Linked DNA regions of Mus musculus: region 1 is linked to region 2. Evidence: chromatin contacts called from public promoter capture Hi-C data. All regions are on one chromosome and are shown on one strand. The core of a region is the stretch at or near the end of the contact, and the rest is flanking DNA. Distances in the headings are between cores, read along the strand shown.

Region 1 (5,792 bases), core at 353-2,852, 690 kb after region 2:
AAAAAACCAGCATGGTTTTTAGCTCGGGTTTTTGGTAAATGGTAAGGAGACAGGGCAGCTGTGACACAAAGCCAGGGGATATGTTCCATAAAATGACTTTTCTCTTACTTTCAGAGTCCTGTCCAAGTAATACATCCCTTCATGAAGTGAAACAAAACTTGTTCTAGAACCCCAAGATCATAAAAGGTGATAAGGGCCAGCTATGGTGGGCCACACTGGTGACTGCTGCATGTGGGAGGCAGAGGCAGGAGGATTGCCAGGAGCTCAAGGCCAGCTTAGACTGAGAGCAAAACCAACTTAGCTACTAGGGGCACAGAATGGGAGCCTTGTTTCAAAACAAACAAATGTAAGTTTGGAATTCGGAACTAGAAAGCAAAGGGCTTCACATTTCCTGGAGTTGTGCCACAGGATAGAAGGTAAACTAGATCCATCTATCGTTCAGGCTCCCACTCCATCCTAACCGGGTGTGGCGAGGACGGCCAATTCTGTCAGCCCTGCTCCTCTGCCTCACTCCTGGAAATGAGTCTTTGGTCCAAAGACTAATCCCCACAGAAAATGGTGCTCCCGTCCAATTCAGAATGGATTGTCAAACGCTTGCAGGGCCAGACAGATAAAAACAAAAACAAAAAAACAAAAACCGGGGTAAGAGGGGTGACTCTGAAGTGCTGGGAGCCCTGAGGAACAACGCACTTAAACAAAGGCACTCGCCCACCGCAGTCATCCTAAACCTTCTGCTTTCAAGAGTAGCAGGGGCTGGGCATTAAAAGATCAAAATCAATCCAGTTTCTGTTTAGATGAAACCTCCTGACTAGAAATCCAGTTTTGAAACGTTTTAAAATCTAATGTGTTTTGTTGTTGGTTTGGGGCTTTTTGTTTGTTTAAACCAAAGCCTGCAGCCTTTCTAGCAGCCTGCGGTCCTGGCACGCACGGTGACTGGAGGTCTAGAGGTGAATCCTGCTAATTCTCAACGCTTTGTCCTTTCCAGGACAGACCGCTTTCCTCCCGGTAACCCTTTGCACCCTTGGGGAAAAAAAAAATCAGCCTCTTGTTCGTCACCAATGTCCCCGAGAATCTCACTCTTTCTGCGAATCCTATCTCCTGTGGTGGCGGAACTGAGGGATGCTCTCTGAAGTGGTCCCACTTTCTCCGAAGAGAACCAGGAGCCGCCTAAGCCAGGAGATAAAGAGGGGGTTGCCCGCTCCCCCTGTAAAGAGTGGAGAGGAACAGGGCCTTACCCTTGGGAACTCTGGGATGCGGATGAGAATAGAGGACACCTTTCAGAAAAACCTCCTCTCCGTGGGGGATAAGAGCAGAAAAAAAAGGACAGGCTCTAACGCCATCAAAGAGCTGAGAGCGCTCGGCCGGGAAGCCAAGGTTGTTTGGGCACTCCCTCCCCTCCGGTCATTCCCAAGGCAGATTCTTGGGGTACAGGCGCAGCGGACAGGGACGGCCCAGGACGGTGGCGCGCAGCTGCGGTGGCACTGCGCTCCCCCGCCCCCGCAGGCCCCCCTTCCTCTCCCCGCTCGATCTGAAGATGAAGCTCCACCCCTAGCGCGTCGCCCCAACCCCGCGCCTTAAAAGCCCCGCACACCGCCCCGCCGCACCCAGCCTTGCCGCACCTTCGCGTCCTCGCCAGGTCCCGCCGCAGCCGCGCACCCGGCCCCGACCCCGGCACCATGAGCTTCGGATCGGAGCACTATTTGTGCTCCGCCTCCTCCTACCGCAAGGTGTTCGGGGACAGCTCGCGCCTCTCCGCGCGCCTGTCCGGGCCGGGAGGCTCGGGCAGCTTCCGCTCGCAGTCGCTGTCCCGCAGCAATGTGGCCTCCACGGCCGCCTGCTCCTCGGCCTCGTCCCTCGGCCTGGGCCTGGCCTACCGCCGCCTGCCGGCCTCCGACGGGCTGGACCTGAGCCAGGCGGCGGCGCGCACCAACGAGTACAAGATCATCCGCACTAACGAGAAGGAGCAGCTGCAGGGCCTCAACGACCGCTTCGCCGTGTTCATCGAGAAGGTGCACCAGCTGGAGACGCAGAACCGTGCGCTCGAGGCCGAGCTGGCCGCGCTGCGCCAGCGCCACGCCGAGCCGTCGCGCGTCGGCGAGCTCTTCCAGCGCGAGCTGCGCGAGCTGCGCGCGCAGCTGGAGGAGGCGAGCTCGGCGCGCGCGCAGGCCCTGCTGGAGCGCGATGGGCTGGCCGAGGAGGTGCAGCGACTGCGGGCGCGCTGCGAGGAGGAGAGCCGCGGGCGCGAAGGCGCCGAGCGCGCCCTGAAGGCGCAGCAGCGCGACGTGGACGGCGCCACCCTGGCCCGCCTGGATCTGGAGAAGAAGGTGGAGTCGCTGCTGGACGAGCTGGCTTTCGTGCGCCAGGTCCACGACGAGGAGGTGGCCGAGCTCCTGGCCACGTTGCAGGCGTCTTCGCAAGCCGCCGCCGAGGTGGACGTGGCCGTGGCTAAACCAGACCTGACTTCGGCGCTGAGGGAGATCCGCGCGCAGTATGAGTCCCTGGCCGCTAAGAACCTGCAGTCCGCCGAGGAGTGGTACAAGTCCAAGTTCGCCAACCTAAACGAGCAGGCTGCGCGCAGCACCGAAGCCATCCGAGCCAGCCGAGAGGAGATCCACGAGTACCGGCGCCAGCTCCAGGCACGTACCATTGAGATAGAGGGTCTGCGCGGAGCCAATGAGTCCCTGGAGAGGCAGATCTTGGAACTGGAGGAGCGGCACAGCGCTGAGGTGGCCGGCTACCAGGTAAGGGCTGGGATGCTGCATAGGAAAGAGTGCCCTGTCCTTTTCCGTACAGAGATAGCTTCACTCCCTGTAAACTGGTGCCCTAGGAAACCACGGGAGGGAAAGGGGAGAGAGGGGAGCGTTGACTAGAGGCGTCAGTCAACAAACAAACAAACAAATTAAAAAAAAAACCACGAAGTCTCACGCATGCAGCCGCAAATGTGGACTGTATGTGCCTGGAAGCTAGCTCTTCAAGCCCTTGATGTCTTCGCCCTCTATTTTGGAGGGTGGGGGAGTTTGAGGCACAGAGCCCAAGTCTTCATGCATATACTAGGCATATGCAGTAACACGGAGCCACAACCCCACCCCCAGTCGCTTGTCTGAACTCTTCTAACAAAGGAGTCTTTAATCTTTCTAGGAGTCAAAAAAAAAAAAAAAAGTAACCATGCCTTCCTGTCACCAAGAGTACAGACACACTAACAGAACAGTGCCGACCCAAAGTGTCCCCAGAGGGCGCAGGTCATGGCTTCTGTGGGCGGGTACTTAAGAATCTGGTTTGTTTAGTTGACTTTGAGAAGTCTTTTCTGAGTCTTACTGAGAATTGATATTTACAGAGTATCGTCCGCTTTAGGATTGGGAAGAAGGCTCACTTTCTTGAGTTTTGCTCTAAAAAAGGAGTGGGATGTAGCATATTTAAGCTAATGACAACTGCCTTGCCCCACCCTTGCGCGCGCGGGCGCACACACACACACACACACACACACACACACACACACACACACACACACACACACACGAAACCCGCGAGACACACGCGCAGTTTCCTTGTCCATCTACTAAACAAGCTTTGAGCCCGTTCAGCTTGAGACCGGTCAGGGCGCTGTCCGAGGTGCTGATCTCCTGTTCCTCCCAACGCAGAAATGTCTCCTGCTTCATTATGTTTCCAAATTGTCCCAGTTAGGAAGTCTAGGCCTCAATGCAATTAACTGCTTCTTTTTTTTTTTTTTTTTTTTTTTTTTTTTTTTTTTTGATGTAACACAATCAATCTTGGCTAAATGAACTCAAAGCTCATCTTGTAGATAGCTTCAATTTTTGCCTCCAAGGATAGCTTTGCAGTTAACAAAAACCTTTTAATCGGCTCGAAGGCTGTGAGGTCTCACTTGAAAACCTCTGTTACCTTGACATCTTTTTCAGCTTATGGGCACATGGCGAGTTACAGAGATGGTTTCTTTGTTATAGGTGACTTTTGTGTTTCACCTTTCCCTGCCCTGTAAGCTCTGTGAAGGTAATGATTGGCTCTTTCGTCACAACAAAGGCCACTGTGTCCTCAGTTTCACTACATTGAACATGCTAGCTTGTGAATACAAAAGGCTCAGAGACAGAAGACAGGACAAATGAAAAATGTAGAAAAAAACACACACACACACAAAATTAGGTGGTTTAAGTACAATGAACAATAAAAGCTCTTTGGGATATAATAATTCAGAAATAATTTATTCTAGCTAGGGTTGAATTTTACATTTGATGAAATCAATGTGTTTAAGGAACATTAATAAGAATAGAACCTAGAAATGGCATATTTCAAAGTACCGTTTTGTCAGAAGCAAGAGAATTTATTGATGTGCAGGTATTTACTGTCCATTATGAATGGCTCCCTTTCATAAAGGGAAAAGTCTTATTTGAGATGTCTCTCGTTAGTCTGATATTACAGTCTTATTCAAATAAATATTCCAGTTTTGCTACAAAATCTGTACGTTGAGCTTTTCAGTATGTGTCCTAGGCCCTGGATGATCTGAATTAATCACACTTAGTGCAAATGTTGAATTAGGTATTCCTCAGGACTAGTATTTCTGCAAAACGTGTAACTAACCCACCCCAAACAGCTGAATTGGGCTTTGCTGCACTCTCCTGTGGCTCTCTTACACTCTGGCTTATTTGCTCTAAAATACAAGCTTTCGGTGCTAGGAAATAGTAGGGGTGTCTAGACACAGTCTGCAGGAAACAAGAGGCAGGAGTAACTGCAGGCTCTGCAGCTCCATGTTCCCCATCAGCCTTGGAAGCCTCAGAGGGCCTGCTGAGGGAGTGGAGGAGGAGGCCAGACAGCACAAAGCTATTTCCTACCCCTAGGGACCGCTGCTGGGGTGGGGCTCACACTTAGACCTGCAAACACTAAGGCCTGCCTCTCCTGGTTGTTTCCTAGCAATCTTAACACTAGAGGTGAAAAGCCTTCTCACTGTGAAGCCATTGTCTTCTTGCCTTGTTACCCAGCCCCCCCTTCCACTGCAGTAGTAATGGGAGGTGTTCCTTCCTAATGGTTCAGAGGCTCGAAGTGGGCACATCTTTCTTTTACAATCATTCAGTCCTCTCAAAGACAAAGAAAGTGCCCGTCAAAGTCATTTTCCCTGCCCCAGGGAGCTAATAGCCTATTTGAAGACAGAACACTTGGTATACTTTCAAAAGGACAAAGACTAATTCAAGGTAACACAGTAAGCACACAATAGGAAGGACTAGGGTTGTTGTGTCCGGCCAAAGGCAGGCACTTTGCATGGAAAAACAAGGCTTTCCTTTCTGGCAAAGGACACTCTCTGGTCCCTACATAGCTGGGACACTGGGTTAGAATTTCAGTTGTTACTAAAGCCGTGCAGAGACAGACTCAGAGAGAACTGGCTTTCAGACCTGTGTTGTGGGCGTCTTAGAAAGCCAGAGCTTTCCATGAAAGACCTTGCTGAACAGTCAAGATCACTGCTGGATAATGTTCTCCAGGGAGGTAAAAGCCAAGTCTGCCCTCTTCTCCAATATGAGATTGGAGCCCAGCCTAATTAAATAGCAGGAAGGGTCTGGCCCATGGGAGATGGCAGTGGCTACATATAAATCTATAGCTTGATAGATCCATTTCTGAAATTAGGGTGGCAAGGGAGGAAAAGACAATCTCATTTTTTTAAAAGCTTTTCCATCTGGTCCCTACCCCACCCCTCCCCCATCCTATCTTACCCTATTATTGTCACCTGGGCCATTACAATAGCTTCTTTACAGGAATAAATTTAAACCACTGATCTAAATTCCATGGCATAC
Region 2 (6,030 bases), core at 2,936-5,435:
GGAGGACCAGGTGTCCCCCTGAGCCAAAGAGGGAGTGAAAGGCACAGGACCCCAATGAGAACCAGACAGACAGACACAAGAATATGGAGTTCCAGAAAGAAAACCACACGGGACAGAGATGAAGGTGCAGGGATACAGTGACAGAGGGCAATAAAAGCTCATTTAGGACATTAAAGGATTTGGGTGACTGTAAGACAAACCTCAGTCCAACAGGGGCTGAGATTTGTCCCTTAGCTGAGGTACTAGGGCCCCAGGCAGCCCAAGGCAGATTTCATACCTGGTTTAGGAATCCGGTGTCTGCAGGTCCTCGGAAGTGCATGGCCAGGTGCTCAGGGGTCCCCCCCAGCCCATTGGGGAGGGAGGAGTAAAGCCCATCTGCCCCGATCTGGGGTGGGACCAATGGTCCACGTGAGGGGTCCCTGCTGCCAGGAAGAACAGAGCCTCCTCCAGCTGGGAGTGGGTCTGATGTGGATGCCTCTAGCCGCAACTTCCGGTTGCAGCCAGGTCCAAGGGCTGGGGTGGGCCTGGGGGCAGAAATCCCGCCCAGGTCCCAGCTCCGACTCAGGCCTCCAGAAGCAGGTAGGCCATTCAGTGGCCTCACACTGGCCTTCTCCACAAAACGGAAGATGACCACAGAACTCTGTGCCCCTGGTGGAGGCTGCCCAGTGGGTGAAGAGGGTCCCCAGGGTGAGGGAGCTATATGGGGTGAGGGAGGGGCTCGCAGAGGGGTACAAGGTGCTGTCACACGTCCCAGATCCCGGCCTCGAGGACCTGGGCCCACCACTCGTCGTATAAGGGATCCTGTGCTGCCATACATGCTGGCTGGGGGACTTTGGGGCACTGGGCCTTCGGGGAGCCAGCGACGAGGACATCGTGGTGGGGAGATGGCACAGTCGCCTTCTGAGCAGAAGCGCATGGCACCCTGGGCCATGCTGGAGCCGGGGGGTCAGGCTGGGGGGGCAGGGATGGCGAGGCCAGGCAGGGAGTAAGGGGGCTGCATGCTCTTCAGACAGGCCTGCAAGAGAGGAAGGAGAACATGGGTGGAGTGCTTTGGAGTCAGACAGGCGGGGCAGCAGAGACAGAGATGGGAAGGTGGGTTGGGCCTTCTAAAGTCCAGAGACCTATCCTGGGAATGTGGGATCAGCCATCCGGGGGACTCCTGCTTTGGAAAGCTTCCAGGGGCTCCTCTTCTTCTGTCTGGGAGCCCTGAGCATCACTTTATGGTGAAAGAGCAAGCTAATTCAGCTCATGGAGTTGTGTTCTGGGGCAGCCGGGAACTCTCTCTTGGGTGGAGGCTGGAATCTTATCTTCTGGATGATAGAGGCCATGTATCCTCTACAGTTCCACTTATGGGGGACCCTCACTTAGAATAGGAGAAACCATGCTTCTTTGAAGGAGAGGGAAGAAAAAGGGGGTTGCATGGGGGTGATGGAGTGTTGAGAGGGAAGAGGAGAGAAGGAAGGGTCTGAAGAGGCCTTAACATCGGTCCATAGATTGCTGAGTGGGGAATAGATATTCTATTCTCCATACCAGTACATGCACACACACACACACACACCCATGTATAAACACACACAAGAATTCATATACACACATGCAGAAGGACAAAGTATCAGTAGTTAACACATTCATAGGCAACACCCTCCAGTACACACGCAGTACTGCTCATAGACACACCCTCATACAATCACAGTCATAACAAATATGTGTATGATGGAAAAGCACATGCTTATCTTACACACACACACACACACACACACACACACACATCACCAAATAATAGCACACAAAGAGGTTCCCAAAATTCAGGCTCTCGTTCTCTGATGCACACAGAAACAGGTGTATCAGAGACCTCCTCGTCACAATCATAAACACAAATGCATATTTGCTCACAGAATCAGAGACACACATTCTCTCCTCCCCACACCAGTAACCAAGTCTGGGTGGGTGAGGGGGCTGCACCACATCCCTCTCCCTCAACTCCAGGGATATGAAATATCTTGCCCAGCCCAGAAGAGACCATAAAGGAAAACCGGGCCTCTGATGGCAAAGCAGCAGCATAGAGAAAGCTGTCAGGAGCAGCACCCCAGCCAGACAGGTTCTTAAAGCTCAACAGGAGCCTGGACCTCCCCTGTGAAGGCCCTCCTCCAAGGCACCCCAGTACTCACCGCTGCTCGTCAGGAGCTGGAATCGAAGAGAGGCAGAGAGGCTGGGCCCCGCTCAGCTGTAAAAGCAGCAAGGCTCCCGCTCGCTCCAGGCCCGCCCGCCCGCCTCTCAGTCCCTCCTCCACCCCTCCCCACGCTCTGCTCAAGCAACGCTAATCCCCCCCCCCCAACCTCCCTCCATTCCCAGGGCCCTAAGTCCCAAAGAATGTCACCACCTAGTCACTACCTAAGACTCACACCAGAGGAAAGGGAGAATGTGGAAGACCCCATTCTGTTCCCTAAACCCTCATATGCCCCACCCCACTCGTGTTCAGTTCTCTCTCGTCCATCATCTGAACCACACGTAGGGTCCAGATGCATACGCCTGTCCTGCTCCAGACCCCACGCGTGTCCCTAGGAGGCTGCCACATGACCTGTTACATGCCACACGCGCTCCCGCCCCCACAAGCACGCGGCCACGCAAAGCACACGGTACGGAGTAGATCGGACCCGCCCCCTAAAACCAGAAGACCCAACTATGGAAGGGACATTAAGCGAATGCAGTCATAAACACTTTGGGGTTCTGAACCTCAGACCCAGGAGTCCTGTCCTGAACCCCAACCCGGAGTGCAGAGGAAGGATAAATCAGACTCCAGGAGGAACTTCCTTACTGCCTAGGTTAATCGTCCCGCCTTTTCAGGGACGAGAGTTTAGAAGGGATGACCCCGAGACTGGGACAAGAAGCACAGGCAAACCTTGTGCCCTTGGCCAGGGTGGAAAAGGGTCTGGCTCTTTTAGGAAAACGCCACACGAGTTACTATGGTAACTATTCTCCTTTGGAAGGCCAAGACCGGCAAGTTATGACCTGGGAAGAAAGAGAGGGTCGATTCGGGTGGCCAGAGGGTGCGAGGACGTTCGAAGCGGGGGTGCGCGGGGCTCACCGCGGGGAGGGGTGGCGCGAGTTCCGCGAGGTGCTGAAGGGGACAGCGCCAGATTTGTCGTAATGCGCAAGCGCAGAGGCGCGAACAAAGGGGGGGGTGTGGAGGCGCGCGCCCGGAGGTGGTGCGCGCCCACATCAATCTTGCAGAGATCCTTCCAGGCTACCCCTTCCCCAAGTAGACTGAGACGAGGAAGCAATCCCCTCATCCACCTTCACCCTCTTGTGTCTTTCCGGTGCTAGTTGGCTTTTCTCTTTATGCTACAATTCAGTAATGAGGTAGTGTAGAAGGAATTCTGGGAAAACCAGGATTTCTGGGTTCTTTATCCTTGCTTCGTTTGATCCTGGTTAGGGAGCTTTCTCCCTAGAGCCTCGATTTGCCTGTCTTTAAAATGGACGGTCCTTCCTACCTTTGCTGATGTACCCAAACCCCTGATAAGGATGGGAAGCAGTTTTCGTTACGAAGCGGCTGAAATGTTTGCATAAGGGCACGCAATCATGTAGATAGGATGCAGCGGTCTTACAGTCTTTCGCATGCCCCACACCCACCTCAGATGTTGGAGGAAAATATTACGCCAGGGGTTCTCCAGAGAGGGACTTGGGCTTAGTATCTGGGGGTGCAGTGAAAGGGGAGCCTAGTGGTTGAGCTTTGGGAAGACAATGTCCCTACAATTAATCCAGGACCAGTCAAAGCAGTACGGCTAGTGGCCTGCACTGAGCAGGCAATTCCTCTCGGACTCTGGACCGCTGGAAAGCAGACCTGGCTGGTCCTATATAGTCCTTTGTCCTTAGGCAAAGAGCCGGACTACGCTGCCCTGAAGTGGAAAGAGATGGATGTCATGATTGTGCATTTCACAAGAAATGGCAGGTTTAAACAAGTGTGCTTGAGAGTAAAAGCCCTAGCGTCGCCCATTTAATCTAGTCTTTTGGCAGTTGCTTATTGAGCACCTAGTACATACCAGCTAGTTATAGTCTGGGCAGCCTCTCCCCCTTTTCTTTTTCCAAAGTCGCTTAAAGGCGACCAGAGGACAGAAGGAGGCACTGGGTAACCTAGGAGTCCTGGCTCCGCCCCTTCTGCCTTTGGCCTTGTCTGCTCCTCCCATCACCACTCAGAGGCGGCTACTGGCCCGCAACGGAGACCGAAAGCAGTGTTCGCTCGCCGCTACTCCAGCCTCGGGCTTCAAGCCCTGTAGCTGAGAAGACATCTAATGGTACATCACTGGTCCGTTCTGCCTCAGTTTCGGGATCCATCCGAAAAGCTTCCTGACAAGGATTCTCAGTGAGACCGCACTCGATTAAATCGGTCTGTCTCTTCCGACCAAGGAGGCGGGCTCGCCGCAGCCGCTTCAAGGCCAAAGCGAGTGGAGCTTACTGCGCACGCGCAGTAGACAGCGATGGAGCCACCAATGGAGCAGTCCGGAGGGGAGCAAGAACCAGGAGCTGTCAGGTACCGAGCACTGGAGGGGCCTAGGGAGGGAGGGCAGCCGAGTCTGGGCCGGACGCGGATCCCTCTTGCCAGCCGGGACTCTCGGGTATAACAGAAGGACTCGCACGTAACAGCGGCCCGGGGACGTCAACGCCGTTTTCCCCCTCAGGCTCCTGGACCTGCCCTGGGAAGACGTGCTGCTCCCGCACGTCCTGAACTGGGTCCCGCTGCGCCAGCTGCTCCGGCTGCAGCGCGTCAGTCGCGCCTTCCGGGCGCTCGTTCAGCTGCACTTGGCGAGGCTGCGCCGCTTCGACGCCGCTCAGGTGAGCCGGGGCCCGGAGCCACGCCCACGCCACGCCCCCGCGTGGGTACCACCGTCGCCCCGCCTCCAGGCCAGCCCCTGCTGCGCGGTAAACCCTTCCCGACCCCGGGTGAGACGTGGAGAATTCCAGAGGGCAGCGGCTCGGAGGGAGCTCGGTGTCCCTTCTGGGAGGGCAGGGGGCAAAGTCCCGAAGTTAGGCGGCTGCCAGGCAGTGGCCCGCCCCGGGGACAGACTTGAGTCTCCGTGTCTCCCGCCCGTAGGTGGGTCCACAGATTCCACGGGCGGCACTAGCCCGGCTACTGCGGGATGCTGAGGGGCTGCAGGAGCTGGCGCTGGCTCCGTGTCACGAATGGCTGTCGGACGAGGACCTGGTGCCGGTGCTGGCACGGAATCCACAGCTCCGGAGCGTAGCGCTGGCCGGCTGCGGCCAACTGAGTCGCCGAGCCCTGGGGGCGCTGGCTGAGGGCTGCCCGCGTCTGCAGCGCCTTTCCCTCGCTCACTGTGACTGGGTGGACGGGCTGGCACTGCGTGGCCTCGCTGACCGCTGCCCGGCTCTGGAGGAGCTAGACCTCACCGCCTGTCGTCAACTCAAGGACGAGGCCATCGTGTACCTGGCGCAGAGACGCGGCGCGGGCCTCCGCAGCCTCTCATTAGCAGTCAACGCCAATGTTGGGGACACTGCGGTTCAAGAGTTGGCTCGAAACTGCCCGCAGCTCGAGCACCTAGACCTCACCGGCTGCCTTCGGGTCGGAAGCGACGGTGTCAGGTGCCTGGGCATGGGGGCGGTACTGTAGGAAGTGGGCAGTCACTTTGGGGATAGGGAGGTGGGTTGTACTTGTCAAAGACCCATTAGAAAGACCTCTGGCATTTTTTAGGCTAGAAAGTGTACAATTAAAAACAAAACAAAACCAAAAACCAAAACCAAAACAACCCCCCCAAAAAAAAAACAAAAACAAAAAATAAACAGACTTGGGAGCCAAGATTGACACACTGAGAAATGTCACATAAAGTTGATTTCTGGCATTTCTGCAACAAGGTGGGTAATCTAGAAACACTGGAAGGAACTATGGATTGGTACTCTCTAAGAACCAGAAACCCCAAATGAGCCTGGAGTCTGTAATTCCTTCCTGGCCCCTTCCTTTAGGTACAGTAAAAAAGAGCAGACCCTGAGCTGGAGGGAAAGCTAGAACTTGCTGGAGCC

Evidence for each region. Promoter capture Hi-C pulls out the DNA fragments that hold promoters and counts their contacts.
Region 1: a contact with region 2 is called in a promoter capture Hi-C map of liver, with 3 times the contacts expected there. The contact joins the promoter of Ina here to the promoter of Fbxl15 in region 2. A contact is called at or near these places in 1 of 39 promoter capture datasets (liver) and 1 of 484 Hi-C or Micro-C datasets (embryonic stem cells).

What each region holds. Positions count from the first base shown.
Region 1 is chr19:47,013,079-47,018,870 of GRCm38.p6, forward strand. Ina (internexin neuronal intermediate filament protein, alpha) reads left to right here and starts at 1,603. Exons shown (of 3, transcript NM_146100.5): 1 at 1,603-2,741. The coding sequence starts at 1,677. It also overlaps a transcript of Nt5c2 not described here.
Region 2 is chr19:46,323,999-46,330,028 of GRCm38.p6, forward strand. Fbxl15 (F-box and leucine-rich repeat protein 15) reads left to right here and starts at 4,186. Exons shown (of 4, transcript NM_133694.2): 1 at 4,186-4,528; 2 at 4,677-4,830; 3 at 5,090-5,595. The coding sequence starts at 4,476. It overlaps Psd (pleckstrin and Sec7 domain containing), which reads right to left and starts at 3,158. Exons shown (of 18, transcript NM_028627.2): 1 at 3,086-3,158; 2 at 2,169-2,224; 3 at 278-1,015; 4 at 1-18. The coding sequence starts at 931. Cuedc2 (CUE domain containing 2) reads right to left here. Exons shown (of 9, transcript NM_001164291.1): 9 at 5,814-6,030.